Linked DNA regions of Zea mays: region 2 is linked to region 1. Evidence: chromatin contacts called from public Hi-C data. All regions are on one chromosome and are shown on one strand. Each heading gives the region's core, a stretch centred on a gene start, on an enhancer-like site or on the middle of the called end of the contact. The rest is flanking DNA. Distances are from core to core; before and after follow the strand shown.

Region 1 (7,761 bases), core at 2,626-5,125:
TGCAGGTAGATCGCAGAACGGAAGTGTCAGTATAAAAAGGTGAAAGGGGCGCGCGTGGGGAGGGAGAGGGAGGACACGCACGTACCGCTGTCCCTGCGCTGCGCCCACCACAATCTCCGTAGAAATAGAACAACGACAGGGCATGCATGGACCTTGACTGGACGTGACAAGTAGCGCGCGCGTCAAAGAAGGGCCGACACGACAGCACAACACCGACGGACGGACTGACTGACTGACTAACTGACGGTGGAACGCGATGAATTCGATGCGAAATTACTAAACCATGCCCGCCGGCCGCCGATCCCAGCTCCGGCCAGGTGAGAGCACCGAGCAGTCCATGCCTTTTTTTTTTTTTTGTTTACTTGATGATAGAGTAGTAGAGTAGAGACACAAGAGGCAGAGGAACAGAGCGAGAACAGAGAATACTTGAGCATCCCAGACAAACCAACCAACTAACCAAAGCACCTTAGTTATATCAAAAATACAAAAAAATAATAATAATCTTTCAGTAATCGCGTTCGCAAATCAACGGTCCGATGTACACAACACATCCGATCAGTCACTGTGACCAAAGGCAGCTGCATTATGGTTATGGCCACTTGAACTGACAGCAGAAGCAGCAGCATCAAGGTGTACGTACGTACTCCACTACTGTAGAGCTACTAGTCCGACAAATCTTTGGTCCTGGATCAGACGCACGCACGCGCTCCCGTTCCGGGGCGCCTCCCACTCCCAACCGAAACTGCCGAACCGCCGTCTCCTTGAGACTGGACTCTACCTCGCTAAGCTGTCGCTGCTCTCGTCCGTCAGTATGGTCAGCCTCCGGGCGGTCTTGGTGAACTCACTGCACATTCACAAGCATGTTACAAACCAAGCGTACATCAGTACCGTCCAGGCGTCCTAGTCCTAGCTTTCAAGCAATTCAAAGCCAAAGTACCCCCAATACTAATAGGATGCTTCCAAGGAAAGAACAGCCTGCCGCGAGGGTACGGAGTACGCACGGACGGACCTGAAAGGCTCGTCGCCAGGGTGCTTGAGCGCTCCGGAAGCGTCGTCGCGGTAGAACACGTGGCTGGTCAGCTCGGCCTTGTCGACGCCGAACATGTCGGCGAGCCTCTGGTAGAGCTCCTCGTACGACGCGACGGCGGAGAGGTCCAGCGTGCGCCCGACGTCCTCCGACTGCATGAACACCTTGCAGTGCCCGAGGAGGTCGTCCTCAGAACCTGCCGCCCTGTTGTTGCACTCCTCCTCCTGCCAGCACGCCCGCGCCGCCGGGCCTCCGCCACTGGACGTGCCGTCCTGGTTGCTCCTCCCAGGGCTCGACACGTCCGAGTTGCTCACCGTCCTCTCGGCCACGTCGTCGTCGTCGTCGGAGGGGCTCTTCTTCGCCAGCGCCGGCACGACATTGCCGCCGCCTAGCGATATCTGCTGCTCGGTGAGGATCGCTTTCCCGAAGAGCATCAGCTGCGGTGCCGCCGCCGTGGACGCCTTCTTGACGTCTGACGGTGGCTTCTTGCTCTTTGGGGTGCCGATGGTGAGCAGACACGAGACGTCGTCTCGGGCCGCCGGGTGGCCGCCGACGATGAGCCCGGCGGCGATCCTCGGCTGCTGCACCTGCACCTGCACGCCGTGGTCGAGCTGGCGGTGGAGCCCGTGCGGTGACAGGCCCGGCTGCAGCTTGTTCAGGTGGAGATCTGATAAGGATATGCCGAATTGAGCATGCCTGGCTCCCTGTATGCCTGCAGGAGTGCCGTCCGGGAAGTAGCACATCGGGCCACCGGCGCCGCCACGGCCGAGGAGGGGGCTTCCGTGGAACATCGGCGCCGGGAACTGGCCCTCCAGCGGAAGCTCCGGGTACAGTGGGACGCACAGCTTCTTCCTGGGCGGCGAGAAGGGCGTGGCTGTGAGGTGATGGATGACCGGCATGTTCGACACCAGCTCAACCAGCCATGGGCTCACCCTCTTCACGTTCTGTAACAGGTCCGGCTCATCCCAGGCGACCTGTCCCCGGCACACACACAAATCATCAGCATGCATTGCCGCAAGCAAATCATCAACTTTGATAGTTATGGAGCTTGGTTCGTTTACCTGGAGAAGCCTCCAGGGTGAATTGGGCCATCGGATGGGGTCAGCGACGTGCACGGCGGAGACAGTGCCCATGAACCAGCTGATCCGGGACGAGTCCTCCGTCTCGAAGGCCATCTTGAACCTCATCCCGGGGCACCACTGGGTGCGCATGGCGGCGCGCACCGCCCCCGCCTTGACGCAGAACTCTGGCGTGCTCGCCCTCGGGTAGTACACCACCTCGAACGGCTGCCCGCTCACGGCCAGGTTAGCGGCCTCGACGACCTCCTCTGGCCGCACCCGCACCCTGGCGGCCTTCCCCCTCGTGGCGGCCGCGGCCATCATCTTGCCGCCGTCCTCTTCCCCTCGCAGGAACATGGAGAACCCGGCGTACCCGCCGCCCTGCGGCGGGGGCGGCTGCTGGTGGTGGTGGTGCATGAACTCCGGCCCTCCGATGCCGCCCTTCTTGGCGCGCCGGATGCCGACGCAGAGGTCCCCGTTCTCCGTCCGCATGAACACGATGGAGTCCCCCGCGACGAGCTTCTTCTGGTTCACGAAGGTGCTCCAGCCGGTGGTGAGCAGGTGGCGCCGGGGCGTGCCGCGGTAGATGTGGCGGAACTTCCAGACCACGCCGTGCACGTCCTTGGCGAGCACGGTCTGCACGGGGGGGTCGGCCGAGTAGTCGAGCCGCGGGAAGATGGTCTCGGCGCAGTAGCGCGGCACGGAGAAGCCCCCGCCGTTGTTGGCGTCGGACTGCGTGAGCGTCTTGGCGAAGGACGCGGGCTTGTCCTCCTGCGCGCCCGACGCCGCCGCGGCGCCAATGGCGTCGTCGGCGTAGCCCGGCTCGTTGGGACGGACCGGGGCCAGGCGGATCTTGGCGAAGACCTCGTCGGTGTCCGGATCGGCCATGAAGCGGACGGCGGCGACGCGGCAGAGGACGAGCGCGGGGACCCGGCCGGCGGGGAGGTCCACGGGGCCCTGCGCGTGCTCCGCGTGGCCCTGCGGGAAGTAGTACACCTTGGAGTGCACCGCCGGCATCTGGACCATCCCGCCGGCGCAGGCGTGCCACAGCTGCGGGTCCAGGCACCTGTCACTCTCCCGCTCCCGCTCCATGGCCGCCGAGTCCACGAAAGTAATCATCTCCCACCGCCCACGGCCACGCTACCCGACCCGACCCAACCCGTAGCCGGAGGCGATTTCAGCGGAATTGGGCAAGATCTCCACCCACCGCGACAGCCTTTATGGATGAAATTTCACGCCTCCTCCACTAGCACGAGAAGAAGCCTTTCCGCTGGACAGCCGCCATCACCACCACCATCATGATCAGAGCCTACCGCTGAAGAAAAAGGCTGGGGGAAAAGAAGCAGCGGGAGGGGGGGTGAGAAGAAAGCAAGGGGGGTTTTTTTTTTCTTCGTTGGCCTCCGCCTCAGAAAATCTTGCAGGGAAAGGGAACCCAGGCAGCAGCACGGCAGGAGCACCACAAGATTGCCGAATTCATCCGGTCAGTCACTCACCTCCGGGCTTTGGCAGGCAGCAGCAGCTTCAGATCCCTCCAAAGCAGGGGCAGCGACGTATTCGGGGGGGCAAAATCGGAACAGCTCGACAGGGCTCGTCGTCTCCCTCCCTCGCTCGCTCCTCTCTGCTGCAGCCTCTGCAGCGCTTTGCCTCCCCACCCACAGGCTCTCTCAGGTGAGCAGCAGGCTCAGATTCCCCCAGACTGCAGCTGACATGGGGTTCAGCAAAACAGCTAAATAGAGAGAGAGAGAGGTCAGAGGAGGGAGAAAGGCAGGCAGTCAAGAAGGCGGGGAAGCAGCAGCCAATTCTGCATCTGAAGCAAGTACCACTGCCTACTAGTACTACTACCACTAAACTCCTGGTTAGTAGTGGCTTAATTAATTGTTTATTAATACCTTTTTCAGTTGCGCAGCCAAAGTGCCAGCGCTGATGATGATTTTTCTCTCCCCCCCACCGCACGATGAGCTGCATCATTGTACCATTATCCACTGCTGTCCCGTAGCCGTTCTCTGCTCTCTCTCTCTGAAATCTCAATCAGCATCAGAAGGAAACAAACAGACGGGACCACACGCTAAATCGACAAGTGTTGTTGTTTTCATCCTAGTGTTAGACAATAATGCGATGCTTTTTTTTCCACGGAGCTACTAAGCGTGTGTGTGTATACTGTATACACACACGCGCGCGTTCTCTTTTTCTTTTGTTTTATTTAGCTACCTTTTGAAAACTCTACTACGCCTGAAAACGCACAGGCCGAAACTTTTTGGAATGGCCGACTTGCATGACCGGCGGCACCGGCCGTGTTTCCGCAGCTTTCTCGTGACCACGACACATGGAGGGGATGGACTGAATCCGTGACTCTTCTTCTTCTTCCCGAGGGTTTCGTTTACGGCAGAACAGATTTTTTTTTTTCACCGGAGCTCATGGCGGCGTGGGGTGTTGATGAGTGTTGATGGGTGGCAGCTTTGCTTTGCTCGGTGTCGGTGATCATTGCCATGGAGCAGTGCTGCTGCTAGCTTTTCGTCGGATGAGGGGAAAGGAAAACTGGCACATGGTTTGACCTCAGTCGCGGTGGAACGAGCCCGGCCGACGAGGGCTACGAGTCAGTCACGGGGAAGCACTGTACATACCAGCTGAAGGAGAGGAGACGACGACGACGACGAGACGAAGAAGAAGAAAGCATGACGCCATCCTCGGCACAGGATTTCAGAAAGAAGAGCAGCAGCGACCGGTGGTGCCGCAAAATGGGCCAAGTTGCGGCCGTGTCCTCGCGCCCCGCTCTTAATTCTGACGTACCACATGTCGTTCCGACGCTGTCAAAAGATGGATCTCGATTCAGCTAACCACCGCACCTCACCGCACGCACGCGCACCTCGTCCCCCATGTACACGCGTCATCGCTTCTTCATCCTTAAAGAAGCGACGAAAATAATGCATGAACGGGCCTCGTCGTGTCGGCCTGGCGATTTTCCTTTTCGTTTCAACGGAACACGAACCAGCAAGCATGCAGCAGACCAGGGAACCATCGGCAGGCGGTTCCTGGTCATTAGTTCAAGTGTCGCTGTGCCATCTGGGACAGACGGCGGACAGGCGTGTAGTGTGTGGTCAAGTCGCTCGCGCTGTCGCCGTCGGCGACGTTGGCACACGGCCGGCCCTTCCCGGCGGGCGATTGGTCGCGTGGGAATGCCCAGCCCAGGTCACCTTGATGGCGGGGTGGAGTGGACTCGTGCTCTGCGGTTGCTCTCTCGGTCTGGTGTGTCTACTCTGATGTTGCCCGGTCATTTCGTCCCCGGATCCGGGATTAGGTGTGCGTGTGGCGACTTGCGTTGCGAGGCAATTAAGAATGCCATCCTTTTCTTAATTATTAATCAGGGGGTGTGACGTGAATGGAATTGATCAGATCTGACCACCAGACACCTGGGTTAATTAACCGGTATTCGCGGATTAAGAATCCCAGACAAGGTCGATGGATGGATGGATGGGCATCGCATCATCATTGATACAGGGACTAGTAGGGCAAGATCCTGCCGCGGCTCCGAGTTCCTGTCCCATTCCTCGCCAGACAAGTTGTAGCCAACCTGGTGACCGGGCATCTCTCCAACCATATTCTCTCTATCCTTCTTTTATGTATGTCCTTTATAGACTTTTTTCAAAAGTTTTTTCTGTTCTATATTTTATTTCTCTTCAACAACGTCTTCTATATCTCGTCCTCAATACATCAAAGATCTATATTAGAACATCTAGATTTTGTATGTACGTATTTGTCGTATTCTTAAATATTTTATATATATCTTAGTTTTGCTTAATCTAATGTCTAAGTAGAAAAGTGGATAGATGAGAGAAGAGAGGGTATCTATATAGAGAGGATGAATAAGTATCCTCTATATTTAGAGGAAACCTTAGAGAACACGTTGTTTAGGGTTTAGGAAGCGACATATTCCTCTTGTTGTGACGACTCGGTGGATTCTGCATTCACGTTAATTTGAGTGATTTTTCACAGCAGCGATTCTCACGGAAGCGGTCTAGGAACCGAAGCATTTGGCGCCTGAAGATGATTCTAACGGCCAGAATCAACCAGAAAGCCAAAACAAACAAACCCATATACCATTGGAGACTGTTTGAGTGTCAAGCTTGTTAGCAGAGACATGTGTCGATGGTTAAATGGTTAGGGTATGTTAGGTCGTCATTGCCCCAACTCTAAAAAGCTCGACCTAGCACGACGGCTGTAGTGTCATATTAATCCGACAGATAGGCATGCACCATAGGATGTGACCATGCCTACCAGGAAGTATGGTCCCGGGAGCTGGACCGCACATCTAAAGACCTAAAGACAAATCTATAGTATTGGCTTAGCCGATAAGCCTCAGATATAACATATTAAATATGTGACATTACAGTCCTAATAAGCATGTTGTAGCTATTAGCTAACATAAAGTATTACCAAGTATAAATATTTACACCAATTACCAACTATATCGTATCGAATGACACGGGTCCCGATGCTCGTGGATGTTAAGTGTCATACCTACCACTATGGTAGTTATGCCAACCGCCTAGTAAATGATGTCTTTGACACTGTGTCATGACTATGGCGGAACCGCTGTGCAAAGTCCTGCCTTAGAGGCAACGACACACTTGAACCGGAATAAAATGTCAGTCCGTCGGATCTAGTCCGATAAAACAACTTAAACCAGATCGAATACCACTTGCTCACTCGAAGGTGAGACACAGAGAAATACAATAATACATAATACCACAATTTAAGGGACACCAAATGTTAATATGTAAGACCCATGTTCTAGAATAAATAAAGCAGTGGATGTTTACTTATATTAGTTATGAACATTTCTATATGTGGCATACAATCCATAAGTCAAGAAGTTAATAACAATTTGGCACAAGACGCATTAAGTCATCAGATAAAGCAAGAGAAATTTCACAACACCAAAAATCAGATAACTGGTGTCGCGTCAGATTCCCAGGTCGCGGACCGTTCGGGCTGCCAGCACGGACCGTCCGTCGCAGATCCAGACCGTCCGGGTATGGGTTCCGGACTGTCCGACGTTGCCAGGAAAGTTCTCCTGATTGATTCAACTGATAACGAAGTCAATGCAATTGATTGGAGGACTCCTATAATTAATTACCTACAAAATCACAGTGTTATGACGGATAGGAACGTTCGACGTATAGGTTTCAAGTATGTTTTAATGAGTGATGAACTATACTGCCAAACGGTCAACGACGCCCTGCTTAGATGCTTGGGCCCATGTGATGCTATATTAGCAATGGCCGAAGTACATGAGGAGATTTGTGGTACTCATCAATCGGCTCCAAAGATAAAGTGGTTATTGCGAAGATCTAACTTCTATTGGCCTAACATGATAACTGATCGTTTCAAGTATTACAAACGATGTCAAGTATGTCAGAAATTCGGTGACTTACAGTTGGTCCCTGCAGCCGAATTACATCCTATCATCAAACCTTGGCCTTTTAGAGGATTGGACTTTATAGGAGAGATTCATCCTTCATCATCAAAAGATCGAGCATCAGTTTGTTTTAGTTTCCACAGACTATTTCACCAAATGGACCAAAGCCATTGCCCTGAAGAATATGACATACATAGAGGTAATTGATTTTATAACTGAGCACATTATTCATAGATTCGGCATTCCCAAGGCTTTGACCA
Region 2 (7,761 bases), core at 3,268-5,767, 270 kb before region 1:
AGCTTCACTGATACATGGATGCTCAAGCACATTCTAAATTCTAATGTTGTTTATTTTGTTCTCACATCAATCCCAGAAATCTTAGCAGCCCACCATCTCATCCTAGTCTTACTATAAGCATCAAAACTAAACATCCACATGAGATCATAACCACCAAACTATGCATGTGCTTGTGAAAGACATACCTGTGGAATGATATTTTTCTCCATGGCGTCTTTGAAAAGAGGTGGAGGTGGCAGGTCAAGACCGAGCATCAGGAATGGGACCTTGGATGTTTCAGTAACAATTCCATCTGCAGTTCCCACCACTGAACCTGCCTCACCATTCAGCTCACCGCCATCCTCTCTTTTTTCCATTATATGCTTCCTATGAACCTCCTTAACAACTTCAAGTTCTCCCTGCACGAACAGTTCCCAATGTGACCTGATAAGTTGCTGAAATGATATCAATTACACTGTTGCCCAGAAAAGCTAACCTGAAAACAATCGTGTATTATGCTTCTGTTTTTCTTCTTTGAACTTTTTAGTTTCGCATGCAGTGTGTTTAAGAGCCATGTCATAAATTCCACTGGATCTGACTGTACACCAATCTGAAACTTTTTGTCGCTGGCCTTCATAACTGCTTGCAGAAATTCATGTGGACTAACCTGAACAGAAAAAATGGTTGTTGCATTATTGGTTTAGACAAATCTTCATACAAAGTGGTAGCATGAAACATGCTGCAAAGTGATTTAACAAACCAACCTGGCCCTTGAAGTTCCTAGCATGCCAAATCTTACGTGTCAATTCCCCAAAACGATGAACCAATGGTGATTTGCTATGCTGATAGTTTTCAGGGATTAGAAAGAAATTTCTCAGAGGTGTAACTCTCATTAATGACTGTATTGTGACATTCACAAAATCAGTCTCCTTGATGTTGTTAAGACCCACCTGCACAAAGCAGCAATTATAGATGAGATAAAAAGGCAATAAAGCATCAATAGAAAAAGACCTAATTACCATGTGTAATAAAAGTATATTTTTGAGATTAGATATAGTGCCATTCTTACAACAGAACAGTAAAAATCCAAAAGATCAACTGAAGAAAAAACTGCTATGATTAGTTAAGTGGACAATGCTTGTATGCAAGTCCACAACATATTCAGGATCCATGTAATAGTACAAAAAAAACTTTAAAATGCATTTTCCAGCTATTTCGTGATACCCCAACAAACAATTTTCCAGACTATAAAATAAATATTTTGATATAATTGGCTAAGGAAGATTCCAAAGCATAGCAACGGAAGTGCAGCAGGTAACCCAAACAAGATCATATAAGGGCCTTTGTGTCAATTTTAAGGATACATACCATTCCAGGTAGATAATTGGAGCCATCAAGTGCTCTAGACCACTGCTTATTTTTGTCAAGATTTAGAACCTGCTCCTTAGTGAACCTGCCAGAACAGTACACTAATTAGCAGCCTGTGTTGCCAAAGCCATCAAGTGCTATTGAAATGTAATGTTAGAAGCAATGAAGAAGCACCTTGGATTCAGAACATGTCGAATATCTTCTAACGATGGATCATTAATCTCATATCCATCAGGAAGACAGTAAGCCTTCTCAGTTTGAAGATTAATGAACACGTGATGGCCTGCTTCAAGGCTGTGCGTATATGCATGAGATTTCAACCCTCTTCCTTGGAAATATTTTCCACAGACCAAGCACGCATACACATTCAAATTTGACAAGGAGATTGAACAGAACTTCTCGAAATCAAAATCAAGAACCTGCAGAGCAGCACAAAATGAACTCAGCTGTAAATAACCACAAGACGTAATGAAAAAATGTTACATGGACCATATCAAAAAAATGTTACATGGACCAGATCAAAAAATGTTACAGGGACCAGATCAATGGAGAAATAAATCAGCAGAATACAGACTGTAGATACATAACATACACACAACAAGAGCCTGTTTGGATACCAGTACTAAAATGTTTAGTCACCTAAAATTTAGTCCTAGGCCATCCAAACAGGTGAACTAATGCATGGAGTGATTTTCAGTCCGTACCCCAACTAAAAACTAGTTCACTAATTGGCAAAGGGGAGCTAACGTGGACTAATAGTTACTAGTCCATCTATCCAAATAGCACAGGACTAAACTTTAGTCACCTAAAAATAAGTTGTAGCAGCTAGTGGACAAACAATCAGTGTTTTAAAGGGGAGCTGAAGTGGACTAATAGCTACTAGTCCATGTATCTAAATAGCACGGGACTAAACTTTAGTCACCTAACAATAAGTTGTAGCAGCTAGTGGACTAACAATCAGTGTTTTAAAGGGGAGCTGAAGTGGACTAATAGCTACTAGTCCATGTATCTAAAATCCTAAATAGCACAGGACTAAACTTTAGTCACCTAACAGTAGGTTGTAGCAGCTAGTGGACTAACAATCAGTGTTTTAAAGGCGTCGCCAAGTCGTCCAGGCGACAAAGATTTCTGAGCGTCCAGGTCACCAAGCTTGCGGGCGTATGGGTGCCCACTGCCCACCTCTCTTGTTAGGTGTCCAGGGAGAGGCGAAAGACCGAGAGGAAATATATGGCACGTGCTGGCTCTGCTTCTTCCATGTGCGCTCGCTATGAGTTGCCGCTGACGCAACCCCACACCCCATCTGTGCACATGAATTACTTTGATTTCGTACTGTCCGCCTGTCTGCCGCGCACAGCTTGGATTTCGTGCCATCCACATGGACCCAGGGCAAGGGTAAGTGGAGGGCTGCTCGGTCCTGACTCCTCGTTGGCCAGAAGCTCTGCTCTGTTCTTCACTGGTGCCCAGCCACAGCCTGGCTTCCTATCAGGCCAAATTGTCCCAAGTATTTTCTCTGCTCTCTCTCTCTCTCTCCCCCCCCCCCCCCTCCCTGAGTTCCTGTCATCTCAAACGCCAAAGGTTTCCTGTGCCCTGTTATTGCTTGTCGACTTCCTCCCAGTGCTTTGTTTTCAAGGTTATTAAAATGATAAAACGTTGGAACGCTCATGGGTGAAATTTTGACTTTTAAACGTTTAAACTTTGTTTAAACGTAGTTTTAAACAACATAGAAAAAAACCAATACATCATAATTTCAGACAATAATATGAAGTTAAATACCAATACAGAGAGGTTAGTGGCTTACCAAAACTTCACCCATGAGCTGGATTAAACCCCAAAAGTAACTACAAGACTGGGCCCAAAAGTAGCTAATGGTCTAAAATGCATAAAACACTGCGTTTTACAGTTTACAACGCCAAAACGCTAAAACGTGGTTTCAACCTCTAATTATAGTTTTGACGTTTAAACGTAGTTTTAATAACACTGTTTGTTTTATAGATGCTATCCTCCTCTCATGGTTCTTTCTCTGCTTCTCTGTTTGTGATTTATCCTATAGATATAGATGTGGAGTGGAAGTGATATTGGGAGTTAAGAGCTTTCATATTTGCTATTTTAGATGCATAGTGGAAGTGCTATTAAGGGGTGAAAGATTCCAGGTATGATTTGCTTCTAAATTTTAGTGGTGCTATATAATTAGTTAAGGTATTTGTAAGGCGTCGACTAGGCAATCACCTTATTCGCCTAGGCGGCTGGAAGGGGGTCGCTCACCTCGCCCTCTCACCTTTAAAGCATTGCTAACAATTAAACCTAGGTGACCCAAACAGGCCCTAAGTGTAGTCATATGTAATTGATATAAACAAACTATTATACTATACTGGAGAGACTACCAGGATGAACAGGCATAGTACAGACAAATATCAGGAGCTGCTAGGATGTTACTCCGCCATAATACTGGAATTCATTTTCAAGATACTGGTACATGTTAATCAGCCATTACAGTCTTCAAATCGCGTAGATTATATACATCTCTAACACAATCAGTAACTGATAATTCGACAGTAAATAGTACTTCGTCTATCTCAGGTCACTCTTGAGCTGTGAGCAAAACACGGCGTTTAAGCCAGCAAATTCGCACCAAGGCACACGAAATTGACATTGAATGCAAGTGCACACCTGTCTGTTCACGGTGTCGAGGTATGGGCAGTCCCGGCGCAGCTCTACCTGTCTGGGCCTCCTCTCAGGAGCCCTCCTCACGTCGTCGTCCTCATCATCATCATCCTCGTCGTCCTCTAGCTCAGGCTCCACCGCGTGTCGGCCATTCGTGTGACCCCTGGCCGCTTCGTCTTCCTCCTCGTCCTCGTAGGTGGCCAGCCCCAGCAGGGACGCGACCTCGGCGCGCGGCCGCTTCTCGGCGGCGCCCCCGTCGGAGAGGTCCTCCCCTTCCTCGCGGTCGCGTTTCCGCGTCGGAGATGGCTGCTCATCTGCGCCCATCGGCCGCGAAGGCAGGGGGAGGGGTCTAGGGTTTGGAGTTTGGGGCTCGGAGGATGGATGGAGGTTGGATGCGCGGGTTAGGGTTTCGTTTGGAGGACGGAGAGGCGTAGATCGCCGCGCGACCAGCACGAGTGACCGAAGACGTTTAGCTGAAGTTCAGCCTCAGTCTCCACACACACGAACTTGTGAAGTGGTGTGTTTAGATGATAGTTATGCAGAAATGGTGTGAACATCGCAGAAATTTTTTTGTGGCGGCGTGATCTAAAAAAATCGAGGGGGCGACATTGATCCTGTCTTATCCTACTTTCACCTTAAACCAAACACATCCTAAGTCATCTCCAGCTAGGGCTGGATAACGAGCCAGATCGTCTTGGCTCGTCCGAGTTCGAGGTGGCTCGTTAAGCTAATGAGCCAGCTCGACTCGACTCGTTAAGCTAACTAGCCATAGAGTCAACTCGGCTCAGCTCGTTTACGAGCTCGACCTGGCTCATTTAGCTCGCGAGCCAGACATAAAAAATAATATGTACATAATAATTATTTTTATTTAATTTCAAACTAATTTAACAATAAAAAATAGTAATTATACTCATAGTTTCACAAACCACGTCAATGTAACACCAAACTAGCACAATTCATTACTCATCAATTCACAAGTCACATACATGTTCATCAGTTTAACCTACAATTATATTTACATAGACCAATTTAACACATAGACATAGTTCATTAATCATTAGTTTAACTCATAGGACATAGACACCTCACATACATATAACATGTTCATCAATTATTCCATAAATGATATACATATAGTTTTGTTTTGCTGGAATATGGTAGCTCGTTTAGCTCGCGAGCTGGTTGGTTAACGAACCGAGATGGCTCGTTAACGAACCGAGCTAGGATGTGAGCTCAACTCGTGAAAAAATTCAAACAAGCCGATCCGAGCCGAGCCGAGCTGACCATGAACTGAGCGAGCCAACGAGCCACGAGCATTTCGTCTAGCACTATCTCCAACACATACTCTATCTTATTTATTATTTCAAACTTAACTATATAATAATGTTAAGAGTGTCATCGACAGTTTTGTGTCTTGTATTTTATACTATCCACCAAAGCACAGCGTAGTGCTTTGTAGTGAAGGGTTGTGTGGCAGCCTTTAGAGCTGGGCATAAAACCCGAGCCCGAAGCCCTATACCTGTTGGTCACTTGTTGTTAAATGTTGTGAATCAAGAACAATACAGCACAATTATTAAGTATTAAGGACCTTCGTCCTCTGAAGCATTACCTCATTTCGGATATAATGATCATCAGACGAAGGTCATGAAGGACATGCATTCATCATTTCATGGATAGATAAGAATACATAACGATAATGAATGTAATTCATTGGTTTTTTCACATTTATATTTCATAATATTAACATTAACATTAACATTAACAAAGTTGTTATTACATTGATACCTTCGGCTTGTTTGAAGGTCTTGATGCGAGAGTGATTACAATCCAACCTGAACAGTACGGTGCTACTGTTCATCTATTTATAGGCACGGGACGTAGCCCGAGTAAAAGTACATTTATGTCCCTGACACTTACTTATGACCATAACATAAATCATTAAGGACTAGCTGGTCCTTTTCCATTCCTGTCAGCATCATGTTTAGCCTTCATCACCATTTTAAGCCGAAGTTATTACTCTTCGGCTATAGCTTCGGCGTTCATTCTTATCGTCTTTGGATTATATCTTTACCTCGTATGTCTTTGCCATGGGAGAAAACTTTCGTCCTGAAGCCAAAGCTCCCTGTAATAATCCATATCATGCTGAAAACATGTGGTTAGTCATGTTTTTTAGGACCTTCGGAAGAGGAAGGCCCCAACAGTAGCCACACGCAATATTAATTTGTTTCTTTGTAACAAATTCAAACTGTGATGTGAATGAAGGCCATTAGCCGAAGGTCAGAAAAAACACCTTCTCTTCGCTAGAATAGCGAATCATTCTGAACTGTGGGTCCCACCGAGCGGTGGAGCTCTGAGTATCTCTACTACTTATTAAGGCTCTAAGGGTAGCCTGCCGTTCTGCCTTCGTTCAATCTGGAGCGTCCATCGCTGTTGTTCAATCTGGATCGTCCATCTGCATCGCTGTTGTTCAATCTGGATCGTCCATCCGCGCGCGCAAAAATTTGACACATGTTCACAATACCACTAACTGATTACAAGAGCTGATTGCTTTCTCCATAGCAGGCACGTTTATAAGTTGCTACCGCTCTCTTTTGCTGGCCGATATGGTACCATTTATTTGCGCCGCGGTAGAGAAGATGGAATTTATTTGGCTGGCCTATTTGAGGCCCATCTATCAATTCAAGTGTATACGGCCTATTTAGCAAAAAAACCTAGAGACGCCCGCACGCAGGCTCTCCGTCGGTCGCGCGGCTCTGGCGCGGCGGCTCTCGCGTGGCCGCTCTCATCCCGGCCGGCGAGCCTCCGTTTCCCGGCCGGCGAGCTCTCATCCCCACGGCTGACCAGCGCCATTACTCCTCAGCCCGAGGCGGTCACGCGGGCGGCACTACGGGGAGTGGGGACACACCAGGGCAGCGCCTGCTGAAGCTCATCTACCCGAAGCGTAGCGTGGTGGTGGTGCTGCGGCGATGGGCGGAGGAGGGCCGCACAGTGCAGAACTATCAGCTCAATCACGTCGTCAGGGAGCTTCGGAAGTACAGTCGCTTGAAACACACCATGGAGGTACACCGTACACCGCCCAACCCTTGCCATGTTTCCACCGTCGATGCTTCAAAACTCTCCCACTCGCCACCTACTCAACGTATTACCAACCTGATTCCTGACGTGACCCCACTCCCGTTCTCAATTTGGCATGTGAACAGATAGATCGGTCACACATCGTTTTCTGCTTTACAGCTATCACTTTCTAAGATTATCGGATTGGATTGCTACACTGGGAGCAATATATGGTATGACTTCATTATTTCTCTGACTACCTGATTATGTTTTAGTGGGAAAGAATGTCTTTAATTATCCAGTAAGCAGCACTTGGTTTGCCGCCAAATTCTATTGATTCCTTGTTCTCTGCATGCACGAACAGTGAAGCATGTCAAATTGTAAGATGTTTCAGAAGCAAGCAACTCAAGGTTAAATGATTAGCTCGGCTAAAGTGTTTGCCTTGTGTGCAAGGAGGTGCTATTTTTAGTGATCTCATCATCTAACCTTTGCGTGCGTTGTGCTAATTTGGTTAATTGATTTTCTTTATTTTTAAGCAATCAAGCTTAAATGATTAGCTTCTACCGAAGATCTAAAATTATGTATTTCCTTTTCCTTTTTTTCTCATAGCAATTTTCCCTCTTCTCGACTCTGATAGCTTATAAATCTGTTTAGTTCCAAACCCCATTTCCACTAAAATATGCTTACCGTATGGGCACA

The links. A called contact is a pair of places that touch in the nucleus more often than the background predicts.
Region 2: a Hi-C map of endosperm shows a contact between it and region 1, with 2.1 times the contacts expected there. The contact joins the promoter of LOC100285671 here to the promoter of LOC100280136 in region 1. A contact is called at or near these places in 5 of 25 Hi-C or Micro-C datasets (ear, endosperm and leaf).

The regions. Positions count from the first base shown.
Region 1 is chr5:50,932,026-50,939,786 of Zm-B73-REFERENCE-NAM-5.0, reverse strand. LOC100280136 (Auxin response factor 16) reads right to left here and starts at 3,875. Exons shown (of 4, transcript NM_001361024.1): 1 at 3,579-3,875; 2 at 2,089-3,413; 3 at 1,010-2,001; 4 at 430-844. The coding sequence starts at 3,204. The coding sequence ends at 775.
Region 2 is chr5:51,197,780-51,205,540 of Zm-B73-REFERENCE-NAM-5.0, reverse strand. LOC100285671 reads right to left here and starts at 4,517. Exons shown (of 9, transcript NM_001367224.1): 1 at 4,015-4,517; 2 at 1,522-1,766; 3 at 1,348-1,432; 4 at 744-929; 5 at 476-646; 6 at 186-398. The coding sequence starts at 4,332. It also overlaps the pseudogene LOC109939412.